Linked DNA regions of Sus scrofa: region 1 is linked to region 2. A link is a contact called in public promoter capture Hi-C data. All regions are on one chromosome and are shown on one strand. Each heading gives the region's core, a stretch centred on a gene start, on an enhancer-like site or on the middle of the called end of the contact. The rest is flanking DNA. Distances are from core to core; before and after follow the strand shown.

Region 1 (6,803 bases), core at 1,701-4,200, 190 kb after region 2:
ATGCCTTTTCCTGCCTGGACTCCTCTTCCACCTCTGAAATAAATTCCCAAACACCTGTCAGATTTCAGCTGTCCTTCAAGGAAACCAGACCCAGGCACCCAGAGGCAAATTGCCGCCTTTCTCTCTCCAAGAACCTCCTGCCCCTCCCCCACCCCATTTAGCCTGGAGGAAAGGACTGCCAAAATAATGGCCAGCCCTAGGACAAGTCTAAAGCCAACTCCAAAAATTCATTTCCAGATCCTATGGCCCCTGCTATGGACAATCCCTCAGAGACTCAGACTCACCTAAGAAACCACCTCTAGGGTCACCTGCCCCCTACCTGCTCCACCCAAAGAAATGAACATCCTGCAAATCATGGAAATACAGGTCTCAATGGTCCACAGAGCACATGCATTATGTTATTTTTCAAAGCCCTTACCTTTGACCTGAGTATCGTACTCCGCTATGATCTCCTTATCCTTTTTGAATTTGGCTGGAGACGTCATGTTTTCCTTCTTTCTTCCAAATTCGAATTGTGAATTGATAGATCCACGGGGAAAATCCAACCACCGAAATCAATACCTCCAAGATCGCTTCTCCCGCGGGCAGAAGGGGCCCCCCGCGGTGGTCTCCAGCGCTCCGGGGAGCGCGGGCTGCGGGTTGGGCAGGCGACTACGGCGGGCACATGCAGTCGGTGGGCGCTGGGGCCGGGCGCGGCGTTGGTCGGTTCCTGTGCTAGAGCCCAAGCCGCAGCCTCAGCATTAGCCAGGAGAACTGCAGCGCCCGGAGGTTGGCCTGGGGTCTGACATCAACGACACAGGCGGGGAGTGGAAGTCCTTCCGCACAACATGGTGTGGGGGTGCGGGGGTGTGGACGCGCCCAGCTGGGTCCCCGGGAGGGAGCGGGTGCGTCTCTGGGTGCTGGGGGAGGGCTGGGCGTGCTTCGCGGTTTTTTGTTGCACAGACTCGAAGATGCTGCAAATCAAATCCCAAACGGGAGCCGCAGCAGCGTAGACTGGATCGGAAGTCGTTTGCTCCGGTTCACTTGCCTGTAAATGCAGGGGAAAGGGGAGGGGGCGATCAGCCCCAGTGCAGATCCTAATCGCTGCGGGGGTGGGGTAGGGGACGCCGTTTCCAGGCTGGCCTGGGCCCATTCATCTCGGCCAAACGCTGCCGGGCCCTCAGAGCCCGGCGCAGAGAGGTGGGGAGGAAGGAAGCTCCCTCCGGATTTTGTTTTAAGGCTGAAAAAAAAAAAACACTTTGGAGCAGCCGCCTTAGCAGGCTTTGGGTGGGGACTGCGGCGGGAACGCGGGGCTCCGGGCGGGGACTGCGGCACCTCGGCGGCCTCCCGAACTGGGCAGCGTCAGCCGGAGGGAACTCTCCCGGCCCTGCCTCCGACGCGGTCCCCGACCCGGGCTGGGACAACTCCCTGGACTTCAAAGGGGATCAAAGCCGGGGAGGGACAAGGCACCCGGGCACAACTTTTCTTCCCCTCCGCCCCTCCTCTCAGTTGTTTTGTTTTTGGTTACTAGCTTCTCTTGGCAGCAAAATGTTGCAGGGGGGGGCGGGGGGGGTAGATCTGCAGGAAAAAGCCTGCTCGGCACGGGACACATCCAGGAAAACAATGTGGTCGGCAGAAGCAGGAAACTGGTTAGAGGCGAGGGTCGGAGTCGGGAAAACCGGGAAGGCGGGGGTGGGGGACGGGGGGACGGAAGGCAGCCGCCGCCTGTCCCAAGTCAGGGACAAGAGTGACTCTAAATGCCACCCCTAATTGGTCACCCAAGCCCAGAGATCTCAGATACCGCACCCAATCCCAGGCTGGGGGTTAGGGCAAGGCCAGTGAGGGCAGCAGTCCCGACTCCTCGCACCAGGAGGTGCCCTAGGAGATTCCGCTTCGACCCAGGCCCAGGAGGCGGGAGAGAAGAGGGCGGAGTGTAGTGCCGGGAGTCTCGCTACAAGACGCGCTGTAAGCGGCGACTCTCCCTCCTGGGCCGCCCGGTTCCCTTTCCGCGCCGGGAGTCTCCCACTTCCCCCGCCTGAAGAAAGGGCCGCACTGAGGGAGGAAGGGAGAGCAGAAGCGGCGTGGTGATTCAGGCCGGCAGGAAGAGAGGAGGGGGGTGAGAGGTGGGGTCCTAAGACTGCACGGGAGCCAGGGATAACTGGAGCTTCTGCACGCGCTTGATAGGCGGGGAGAGGGCAAAGGGAGGATAACCCTGGGGCTGGGGGGGAAGTTAGGAGACTATTGTGGGCCGCGATGCTACACGCAGCGCTAGGATGTTAACAACTTTGCGGTTCCAGATATGTCTGGGAACTGGAGCGCGTAAAGAGGAGCCATTCAGGTCCGGCTGGGGGCTCGGGCAGGGGAAGAGCCCCGGAAGCAGTGCGGAACACCCATCCTTCTAGGTCCAGGGCTGTAACTGGGCTGTCTGCCGGGGCTTGGAGACAGAGTAAGAGGGCAGCTGATGGCTGCAAGTGATGCCACCGACGGTTGCCAAAAGGTGGACCGAGGCTGCCCATGTGCAGGACTTGGGGAGGGGGCTGGGTGCGGACTGCGCGGCTGCATGTGAGCCAACGCAGAGTCCTAGGCAGTATGGTGATAGGCGGAGATGCAGTCCTGAGTAGTATTATGGGCTGCACTGGGAGACTGGGAGTAGGTCATGGGGGGAGGGGGTCTGAGATATTCCAAGCGACAATGTTAAAGCGTTGCCGAAAGCAGCATCCGCGCCCTCTCCTTCCCGCCCCTGCCCGGGTTTGTTCAGTCAGGGCTCCAGCTCCGCGGCCGGGAAGAAAAAGGGGAGAGGGAAGGAGCCTTTACCTGGCTCTGACGCGACGGGTCCCAGGCCCCCGGCTCCGCTTCCCACACAGAGTTCTCCTCCCCTCTTCCCCGCCACCCGCTTCTACGCAGATCGGTCCCCTAGTCCCCGGAGGAGCCTCCGCCAACTCCGCAGGACCCCGCCGGGAAGCAGAGCCCACCCCCTTGCCAATCACCACCCGTTTTCTATCGACCGATGGGGCTCTTAGCCAATAGAAATAGCTGATCCCGAGAGGCCTGGAATGAGGAGGAGGAGCTGGCGAAACTTGGGGGTGTGACTAGCACTACCGAGGCGTGGTCACAGAGTAAGCTCCTCCCAGGGTGGCCGAACCCCAAAGTAGAACTGATGGGCGGGATTAAAATGGAACCCACAGCCAAACACATACTCCTGAGAGAAGGCACGACCAATTGGACCGGGGTAGAGAGGAGGGGCGTTGCGGAGAGTTTTAGCCAATAGAGAGTAGAGACCGGCGGGAACCTTTAGAATGTCTTCCAGTAAAAAGCGCGAAGGGCGTGCCTTGCTTCTCTCACTGAGGCGGGAGTAGGTCTTGCCCCAACCTCCCAGGGCTGACCAATGGGATCGGGGGCGTGGCCAAGATCCGCCAACCAGAAAGCCGAGTGGATCAAGGCACCGTTACTGGGGCGTGGCGTACGGTTTCTTAGCCACTAAGATCTCGCCAGGGGCAGGCTCCCAAGCCTTCCAATGCGGGACGTGGGCAAACTCTAGTTCTCCCAATCGGTGCGCGACGCTGGCAATTCAAACTGACAGCCTGTTGGAAAGGCAGAGAGAGCGGAAGAGGGAGCAAAAAACGACCTGTTCGGTAGCAGAGACCTCAATCGGTGGCAGAGACCTCAACGCCGTCTGAGCCCCCAAAGCGACCTCTGTCCCGCCCCACCCATACCACCGCGCGCTCTGGAGCGGCCGTTCGGGAGAGACTTGAGGGGACTGCGGGGGGCACGAGGGAGAGCCGAGGGGAGAGAGACGCGAGAGGAACCGCGCGAGAGCCCGCACGCTAAGGGCTGGGGGCTGCGGGGAGAGAAGTGAAGCGGTGGGCCCGCGAACGAGCAGAACAGAGGAGGGTCGCGGGAGGCCTAAGAAGCACCCAGGATCCTTCCAGTGGGAAAGCTGAGGAGATTTCTGAATTCTGGGGAGAGGAGAAAGATTTCCAAAGAGGAGGCGTGGGTAGGAAAGCTTAGCCTGCGATCCCAGAGAGAGGAATTGGAGCTCTCCGTGGGAGGGGCTTAAGAGGGAAGGTTTAGATAAAACACGGGAGAAGCTGAGGGAATTGCCAAAGGGGCGGGAGTTAAAGGGTAAAGGATCCTTCTAGACTGGAGTAAGGGAATATTGCAGAAAAGTTCCCGAGGCAGCTTGCCTTTTGTCTCCTCTCCACTCCCTTGCCCGAAAGTTGAAGAGAAAGTCAAAGTTGCTATTTCTCCCGTCCCTGTTCAGTAAATATTACTTATACCCTCCCACGGGAAAATCGAAAAGGAACTCATTCCCTTCTCGATTTTAGGGCCTAGAAAAGCTCGAGGCCTCGCAATTTGATTTTTAACCTGGGGCATCAAACTAGGAAAGGAATAGCTCTTGTTTCCACTTTGAAAATCCCACATCTCATCCTTCCCCGGACGCCATGTCTACCAGCTGTTGTAGTTTCAAGGACCGCCGCGTGTCCATCCTGTGTTGCAAATTCTGTAAACAAGTGCTCAGCTATAGAGGAATGAAGGCTGTTTTGCTGGGCGACACTGAAATAGACCTTTTCTCTACAGACATCCCTCCTACCAAGTAAGTCATGCTATTGGCGGGCAACAGTAGCCTTTAACTAAGTGGGAAAAGTGTTTGGCTTGGACTTCTGGGAGTCAACAAAGGAGGTTATCATTTTGGTGTTCCAGCCACTCCCAACAGTCTGATGATCCCCTGGGAGTGTAACTAAGGGGGCAGACTGTCTGGACGAAGTCTGTGGTTTAGCCAGAGTGGTCAGTCCTGATGTAATGTGCTAGCTCACTTATAGTCATGTGATCTCTCAAGTTGGATCCCTGGCAGCTGTGTGCTGCCTAACCATCCTCTCACTGGATCAAGTCCACAATCCAGATTCTAGGTAATTTAGGCAAGATTTTCTGTACTGTTGGTGAGAGAGGTCATTTGAGTTTTTCATTTTTATCCTTGAAGTTTTACACCAAAAAACTTTCCCTAGCTTTCTACCATTATTTGCAATTGGCATGTCAAATCAGATCAATTGTCCATCTAATTCAGTATTCTTTCCTGCTCTCCCTCTGTCTCTCTGAGTGAGAAAGACTTGTGTTGATTTTCATGGGATGAAATAGAGACTTAGCCTTAAAATGATCCTTGGCTCCCATAAAGCCTATTTGAGACATTATGTATTTGTTTGCATACTTAAATCCTTTTTAAATTCTGTTTTCAGTCACTACTTATTATTGGGTAGTCCTTAAGAATTAGCTTTTTATTTGAAAAGGCCATTTTATTTGCTTTAAATATACCTTTTTTCTAGTTCTAAAACATACTTTCTCTTTCTATAGTCGACTTATATGTGCCCTTACATGACTTTAAAGATTATGCTCTTTATTGAAACTTTATCATTAAAGCAAAAAAGTAATTATCAAAAATATACCTGGACAGCTATTCTTTGGACACAGAGCCAGAGGAGTCAGGCTAATAATCAGAATACTTTCAAATGGATTTTATGATCACGATAGACACTTTAAATTTTTTTAAATATACTCAAAGCTGTGGACTCTTCCTTGAAATCCTATCTACATTGGTTTAAATGTGGTCATGCCTAATGACAAAGCCAAAGGCCCTCATTTACTGCAAAGATAAATGGGTTATTATTTCAAGTACCTCTGTGAGTATGTATGTGTTATAAGAAGAAGAAGCAGTAGACAATAAATCTAGAAACTACTCTTGCCAAGTTTCTATGATTTAAATTATCTAGCGCCTTTTCTTTTTAGTAGCACATACAGAAACAAAAATTTTAAATATTAACCCATTAGTCTTTGTAATACCTGTGGAAAGTTTAAGATAGTCACAAGGAGGGCTCAGATATGTGACTTGTTAAAGGTTAGGCCAGATCTGGAATATAATCAGGTCTTTTCCCTTGTCTACTCCTCCTTATAATGGTTACAGTGGTGATGGATTAATGCGCTAACATGGATGTGAGTCAATGAACACACAAGATTTTTTACATGGAAGGTTTGTTTGTCATTTATAATGAGCTCACAAATATTAACTCTTAACAAAATATACTATAGTTCTCTTAGAGTCTCTTTTGGCTCTTTGGGTTTACAAAATTCATGTAAATCACAATCAAAAGTACTTTTTGTATCAAGGGTTCGGAAAAATCGGAACCCTTGTGCACTGTTGGTGGGAATATAAAATGGTGCCACTTTAATGGAAAATAAATGGCATATTCATAATAACCAAGAGGCAGAAACAGCCCAAATGTCCATCAGCAGATGAATTCATAAACAAAATGTGGTTTATGCATACATTGATACATTATTCAGCCTTAGGAAGGATGTCCTGCCTGTCACATGCCACAACATGGATGGACCTTGAGGACATTATGCTAAGTGAAATAAGTCACTAAAAGACAAAAGCTATGTGATTCTCCTCATCTGTGGTATCTAAAGTAGTCAGATTCATAGAAACAGAAAGTAGAATGGTGGTTGAGGGTCAGGGGAAGAGGGAAATGGAGAGTTGTTATTTAATGGGTACAGAGTTTCAGTTTTGCTAAATGAAAATGGCCTGGAGATTCATTGCACAAAAATGTGAACACACCTAACACTTATGAACTTGTCCACTTAAAAAATGGTGGAGTTCTTGTAGTGATTCAGCAGTAACAAACCTAGCTAATAGCCATGATCCCTGGCCTCTCTTAGTGGGTTTTGGAACCGGAGTTGCTGTGTGCTGTGGTGTAGGTCACAGACACAGCTTGGGATCAACGCCTAGCCTGGGAACTTGCGTATGCCACAGGTGTGGCCCTAAAAAGCAAATT
Region 2 (6,779 bases), core at 1,297-3,796:
AAGACAAAAGTAACCCTTAATTCCTACCCCTAAAACATCACTACTCTAAACTTTGTTATACATTTTTCTTTTTTTTAAACTTTGTTGTACATTTTTCTAATCTCTCTATGACTTTTATGGGATTGGAATTGCATTATACACACTATAACTTTCCCCCCTCGAGGTCTATTGTGAACATTCCCCTACATGTTATTCTTCTATAATTACAATAGATTATATTGATGTACATTGATATAATGTCCAATTCTTGGACATTTACTTTGCTTACAAATTTTTATAATAAAACATGCTGTATTTAGTTACTCTGTATATAACCTATGCACAAACCTGTCATCATTTTCTCCTAGAAGTAACACTGCTGAGTCAGACTGCTAATTTATACCATTAACTGCCCTCGAGAAAAAAAAAAATGGACCCATATAAAATCCCCCCAGAAGCATATGAGAATGTTTTTTTACTTTTCTTGGGTCTGAACAGTTTGATATGGTATCCTATTTTAATTTACAGTTCTTTGACTCTAGGGAGCCCGAAACTTTTTTTTTCTCCCATGTTAACCAGTCACTTTCACTTTTCTTTTACGCTTTACCGTTTTTCTATTGAGGAATTAATTATGGAACATAACATATGTGTGACCTTTGTTGCAAGTAGATATGAATTTTTACACCTGGCCGTGTGGAGAGGGATGAAAGGAGCCCTGAATCAGCAATCACAAGACTCTTCTATTTCCAGCTCTCACACCATCAAGAAGATAACTTTGGAGGACAACCTGGGCCATTTCGCTGGACCTCTGTTTTCTTTTTTATAAAATGAAAGTCTTCGGCTTAAATATTCCCAGGGTCTTTCGCAACGTCTGCCATTCAATCATAATTCTTCGTGATCCTTCACCTGGCTTCTTGAGTCTGTATCAGACCCAAATACCACCCACTTCCATGTCTCATGGGTTGGTCTCCCTCCACAGAGCAGAAGATACTGAGCAAGTTCTGGGGACAGAGCTGCTCTACAAAATGCTGGCTGGCTTCAGGAGTCCCTTGCCGGTCTTAAATTTACTCTTCCCAAATGACTCTCATGCAATGCCGTCAACCACTAGAAGAAACCACAAGAGCAAAGGCCTCTCATGCAGGACCTCATATTCCCATGATGAGGAGAGCTGAGCTCCACTAAAGCAGCAGAGGTCAGAGGAGGTGAGGTGAAGGGAAACGACACACCCACCAGCTCCAGAGTCAGCACCGAGGCCAGAAAGTGGCCGTGAGCAACATTTCCAAATGCCCTGCCCTCCTGCCTCCAGGCCAGCGCCCCCTGCCAGCCTCCCTTACACCTCCCTGTGTTTAAATGGCAGAGGTTACAGGAGGAAGCTCCCATCCCTCTACCCTGCTGCTTAGCCCCGATTGCAATAACCTTAGCCCCAGAGGAGGTGGGAAGAGGAGCGGGAGAAAAAGCATAACCAATAAAACAGCAATGAAGCCCAGGCAGGTGTTTCCTTTCGAGGACTGATTTGTTGGAAAAGGACCGACTCAACTATTATCCCTGTTTATTTGAACAGGCTGCAGAAGTGATTCTGACTTATTCTCCCTCTGGCTAAGGGCTGGGCTGGGAACTCACGTGTTGCTAGCCTGGTCACAGTTATGCTAAAGCCCCCAGCGTTTGTGCAATTCTGACTCTGAGAAGAGAGGCAGGCAATGGTCTGTACCTCTCCTTTCCTAGAGGATAAAAGGTCACCGTTCTCTATTTCAGAAACCTTGACTGTGTGCCTCTGGGGGTGAGGGTGGCCCCAGTGACCCCAAAAACGGCTTCCGCACTGCTGTGGAGCAGTTGTCAAAGCTGGGAAGCTACAAGGGAGCTCCACCCAAAGACAAGGGGGACGTTTATGCCTGGGAACAACAGGACCTGAAGGGGCCGAGTCCATGACAATGCAGACTCTGGAGCCTTTCCGCTTCCTATAAAAAACAGCAAGGGGTCTCTCGGCAGGGAAGAGAAAGAGAATTTACAGAGCAGTCTTGATGCATATCACACAGCCTGCATCTCTTTTCTTTAAAATTTCTTGGAAGAGAATGAGTCATCTAAACATCGCAGGAAACCAAAAAGAAGTCGAGGGAAAAAATTACTTTGGGCAAAGTTTTGCTCTTAAATGTCTGCATAGTAATCTTTGCCTGGAAAAAAAAAAAAAAAAGATGCCTAAATTTAGACCAGAGATGTGGCACAGTTAAACAATGCTGGTTCTCTGAGAGAGGAAGTGCCATGGGGTGCGCAGGCAGGAGCTTTTATTTTGAAACTCACCACAACCATTTGGCCAGTGAGTTTCTGGGGGGGCTGGGTGGGGGGCACTCTGCCTGCTGCCGGGGCGGGGCTGATCGGAAGGCAGTGAGATTGCAACAGCTCCTGCCAGCTGTGTGCTTATTTACCAAAGGGGCAGGGAACCCTCCTTTTCCAACAGATAACAGCAATGGACGACAGAACCGAAACACACAGCCTCCTTTCCCCAAGACCGTCACATTCCGGAACCTCCTCACTCCCAGAAAGGATAGAGCAGCAGAAATATAAGGAAACGTGAGGTTCCGTGGCCTGAGCAGGATGTCGGGACACGAGGCTGGTCACTCATCTTTGGAGCGAGACGTAGCCTGAGCTTGGATGGGTTTGTCTATTAGCTTTTCCCAAAGAACACCGCTAATGAAGACATTTTTAACTCTCATCAGAGATTACCTACTAAATGATACTCTAGGTACTTGGCTCAGCATGCGTGTGCTTTCCGAGTTAGGGAGAAGGGGCTGTTTAATGGCCATCTATACTACAGAGCTGTATTATTTGACAGGCACAGAATTACCCCTTATTTGTATTAGAAAAAAGGGGGGGGAGGCCTGTCTCTGCTGTGTGGTGAGAGCTCATTTCAGCCCTGTCCCAAGGCTGAGCCTGTCAGCAGGTAGAAACAGTAGGGTCATTTAGTTCTCTGCCGATTAGCCTGTGTCAGCAGTTTTCTAAAAAAGAATCCAATTTTCAAGGGCATATATCTCTCTCTGCCAGCGCCCCACCCCCTCCCTACCCCAAAGGCACTTCTGAGGGCAACTGTTAAGAAAGAAAACCTAGTTTCAAATCGGATTTACATTTACAGATTTCAGGGGAAAGAGAGGTGAACGCTATACAAGGCTCTGGCAGCAGCAGAAGTGTCACCAGATGTAGAGTGACAGTGTCAGAGGCATTGGATCACCACTTCAAAGAGGCCAAGTTTGAAGAGCTGGAGCTTTGCCTGAAGTGCTTTTGGTGGGCAGGACGAGGCTAAAAGGAGTGGCTGTCTGGCACCAGGGTCAGTGCTTGGTGACAATGGGCACTGTGTCTGGCCCCTCCCCAACCCAACTCAGCCCATCCAAACAGGTGGTGCAGGATGCGGCTGCAGGGGTACAGGGGGTGTGATCATGCGCGTCAAAACTCAGGAGGGACTTCTAGATTCCTCTGGGGCCAAGCTACTTCTATCTATGCAAGGGGACTCTTTCTATACCGCTTTCACTCAAAAATCCCCATGATGTGAGTTTCCTGGTGGCTTAGTGGGTTAAGGATCCAGCATTGTCACTGCTGTGGCTCTGGTTACTGCTGTGGCATAGGTTCAATCGATCCCTGGCCCAGGAACTTCTGCATGCTGCAGGTATGGCCAAAAAAACGAAAAAAAAGAAAAAAATAAAGGATAGCGTATGATGGCTCTAGCAGGCCTGTGCTCTAGTTATATACTCTGAGGAGCCCACGGGAGCATAAAATACAAATACACTGAATTGCAAGACTTTTATAGAAAGGCAGGCTGGGAGCTGCCTCAAGAGGGACATTTGAAGTGCTTTTACCTTCTGAAGATAAGGCAGAATAGGATTTAAAAAAAAAAATACACTTCAGGAGTTCCCATCGTGGCACAGTGGTTAATGAATCCGACTAGGAACCATGAGGATGTGGATTCGATCCCTGGCCTTGCTCAGTGGGTTAAGGATCCGGCGTTTCCGTGAGCTGTGGTGTAGGTTGCAGACGCCGCTTGGATCTGGAGTTGCTGTGGCTGTGGCGTAGGCTGGCAGCTGTAGCTCGGAGTGGACCCCTAGCCTGAGAACCTCCACATGCTGCAGGTGTGGCCCTAAAAAGACAAAAGAAAAAAAACCCACACTTTTGAAATTTCAATCCAATGTAATATCTGTGTCTACAGTAAAAGTACTTTTTGTTTACACTGTATTCTGATGTTTCCTATTCTTGTCTCCTCCATTTAGTCATAATTCACTAAATTCCTTTTACAACTCATCAATAATGAGTCATTATACACAGGCCTAAAAAGACTGGGCACACTGTAATTGCGGAATTACTAAAGAAAAGAGTTGGTTACTGACTGAAGCCCACCAACCAAGACACGTGTTAAGTAACGTGGCCTTTAAGGTGGCTGATGGCATGTTTTGAAGTAGGTTCAATTACTAGATCTTGGCAAGGGGGAAATGCTGAATTTTAAGGAGTGATCAATAAAAAGTCCATGGCAAATATTTACTGAATGTTATGATGTGTTAAGCACTTGCAGTTTAATGGAAAATATAGATGTATACAAAATAGTTTAAAAGTTTATAATCTACTGAGAAAGATCGACATTAAGCTGATGTTTGAGCCTATCCGCATGCAACTCTTCCAGACTCAAAAATATTACTAGAAATGGAATTTCTTAAGCTGCTTTTCTAGTTCAAGATCAATTTCTTTTTCAATCTCAGCCAAGAGCTTTCCACACTTAACCTAACTCCAGAGCAAGCTGAATCTAGCTTGCCAGAAACAGAAATGGGATTTCAAAAGATCTTGCTATTACATAGCACATCCTTTCTTTGAACTTGCCTTTCTAAGTTACTAATAGATATTTCAAGTGATAATGATACTGCTTCGGTATAAGTGACTCCCAGAGCCATCACATTTCATTTTTAAAGAATCCCTTGAGCTTCTCAGTACCATAAAACTAAAAACTCACCAGTTGCTTCTTCACTCAGAAGAGAATGTGTAGCTAAATTCTCTCAGCGACCAGAGTCACATTTTAAAAGAAAATATCAGAAACCTGACACAGTCTGAGACCCAATACCTGTCCCAGAATTTGTCTTTTGAAACACAATTGGTTTCTTCATTAGATTCCAGTTTAATTATCTAAAGAACTGAATCTTAAAAAAAGTACCAAAGCTAAAATAATGAAAGAGACAGGTTACAACTTTTAAGGCATCTTTCTATCTTCCAGGGTGCCCAGTCCACTGCTTTGTACACAGCAGGTGTAAGATAATCAGTTGTCAAATCAATTAGATAAATTATTATTATTATTTTGCTTTTTAGGGCTGCAGCTGTGGCATATGGAGGTTCCCAGGTTAGGGGTCTAATCAAAGCTACAGCTGCCAGCCTGCACCAAAGCCACAGCAATGCCAGATCCTTAACCCGCTGAGCCGAGGCCAGGGATCAGACCTGAAACCTCAGGTTCCTAGTCGGATTCGCTTCTCTGTGCCACAACAGGAACTCCCAATTAGATACATTTTTAGGCTGAAACATTATGCTTTCACATAATCACAAGAATAAAATAATATAGCTGCATTTAATTCATAGACGTAATTGAAAGTGGAAACTCCATCAGAAGATAACCATATAAACTCCCTCAGGTTATAGTTCACAGATGAGCCCCAAAAGTTGAAATGACTTTTCCAGGGTCACATAACTGTACTCAGAGGGGTGAAACACACAGGCTCCAGAGTAGGATTTGAATCCCGTTTCCACTTCCCAATTGTGTGACCTTGGGTAAAATCTCTAACCATTCTATGCTTCAGTTTCCACGTCTGTAAAAGAGGACAATAAATTGATAATCCATGTAAAGTGCTTAAGACTGAATCTAGCACTTGGTATGCTCAATAAATGTTAGCTATTATTAATACTAGGGTCCAGGTCTCTCAATACCCACTGGATGCTCTACCACACTGGGCTGCCTCTGTAGGTACCCTCGAAACATGAAATGATCATGATATGTGGAATTGGTAGAGCCCCCAGAAGTTAATCCCCAGGCAGGATTGCAGCTAACTCCCTCCAAGGAAGGGGCTCGCTCAACCGCAGGGAAGAAGAATCTTTGGCTCTCCTAACGCTCTTGCTGCACCATCTAGTCCCCTCCCCAGTTTCAGTAAAGACCAAAGTAAAAATGACTCTGTAAGATATATGCAGATTTCCTACGGGGTGTTTAGCCACAAGGAGGAAACTGGAGGAGGTATGTTGAGCAAAATAAAAAAGGACAGAATTCCTTTCTAGCTCTCTGGGTAGTTTCAACAGAAACGATCCTTCTCAGATGCACAACCAGGACATGGTTCAATTGGGGTCATAAATTAAATGTCCAAAGGTAGGTGCTCCCAACTGCTTAGGTCAGAGAAGACAAAAAAATGTCCAGGACTAAGTTCTGATTTAATGAAATCCAAGAGCTTTCTCCTCTAGGGCATGTGTTTGTGAAAGCCATTTCCTTAAGGCTTTCCCAGAAGTTCTGGAATGCATGAGTAGTCAGACTTCATCACCCACCAGTACTGCTAAGTGAGCCCTGGGAGAAAATCCATTCTTTGCCATGACAGTGAACTCTGTGGATTGAACATCGACCTCCCGCGGCCGCTTACTATGCTGTTCCAACTGACCAGAGCCTCTTGTCAGGGAAACCTATGATTAGGACAAGACTGAGTCCCACTGGACTGGGGCAGGGGTGGGGTGGGAGTGAGGGAGTAGGACAAGGTTGAAGGCCCTCTGCTCTCCCAAAACCTTAGATGGCACAGTCTAAAACACGG

The links. Promoter capture Hi-C pulls out the DNA fragments that hold promoters and counts their contacts.
Region 1: a promoter capture Hi-C map of liver shows a contact between it and region 2, with 5 times the contacts expected there. The contact joins the promoter of SRGAP2 here to the enhancer-like site in region 2. A contact is called at or near these places in 3 of 5 promoter capture datasets (fetal liver, fetal skeletal muscle and liver), 10 of 47 Hi-C or Micro-C datasets (alveolar macrophages, blood, epiblast stem cells and 5 more) and 2 of 2 datasets of contacts at active chromatin or transcription factors (alveolar macrophages and skeletal muscle).

The regions. Positions count from the first base shown.
Region 1 is chr9:66,834,214-66,841,016 of Sscrofa11.1, reverse strand. It overlaps SRGAP2 (SLIT-ROBO Rho GTPase-activating protein 2), which reads right to left and starts at 2,950. Exons shown (of 23, transcript XR_002335789.1): 1 at 2,794-2,950; 2 at 419-1,027. It overlaps FAM72A (protein FAM72A), which reads left to right and starts at 1,237. Exons shown (of 5, transcript XM_021063305.1): 1 at 1,237-1,944; 2 at 4,433-4,573. The coding sequence starts at 4,509.
Region 2 is chr9:67,019,333-67,026,111 of Sscrofa11.1, reverse strand. The region is part of intron 4 of SRGAP2 (SLIT-ROBO Rho GTPase-activating protein 2); the gene reads right to left. Among named protein-coding and RNA genes, the nearest start is that of IKBKE, 100 kb to the left of the region's middle. Within about 2 kb of position 2,546, at least 52 of the 83 cell types and tissues checked have an H3K27ac peak or open chromatin away from gene starts, as enhancers often do. A contact at or near this core is called in alveolar macrophages, epiblast stem cells, fetal liver and 4 more, where this site is marked.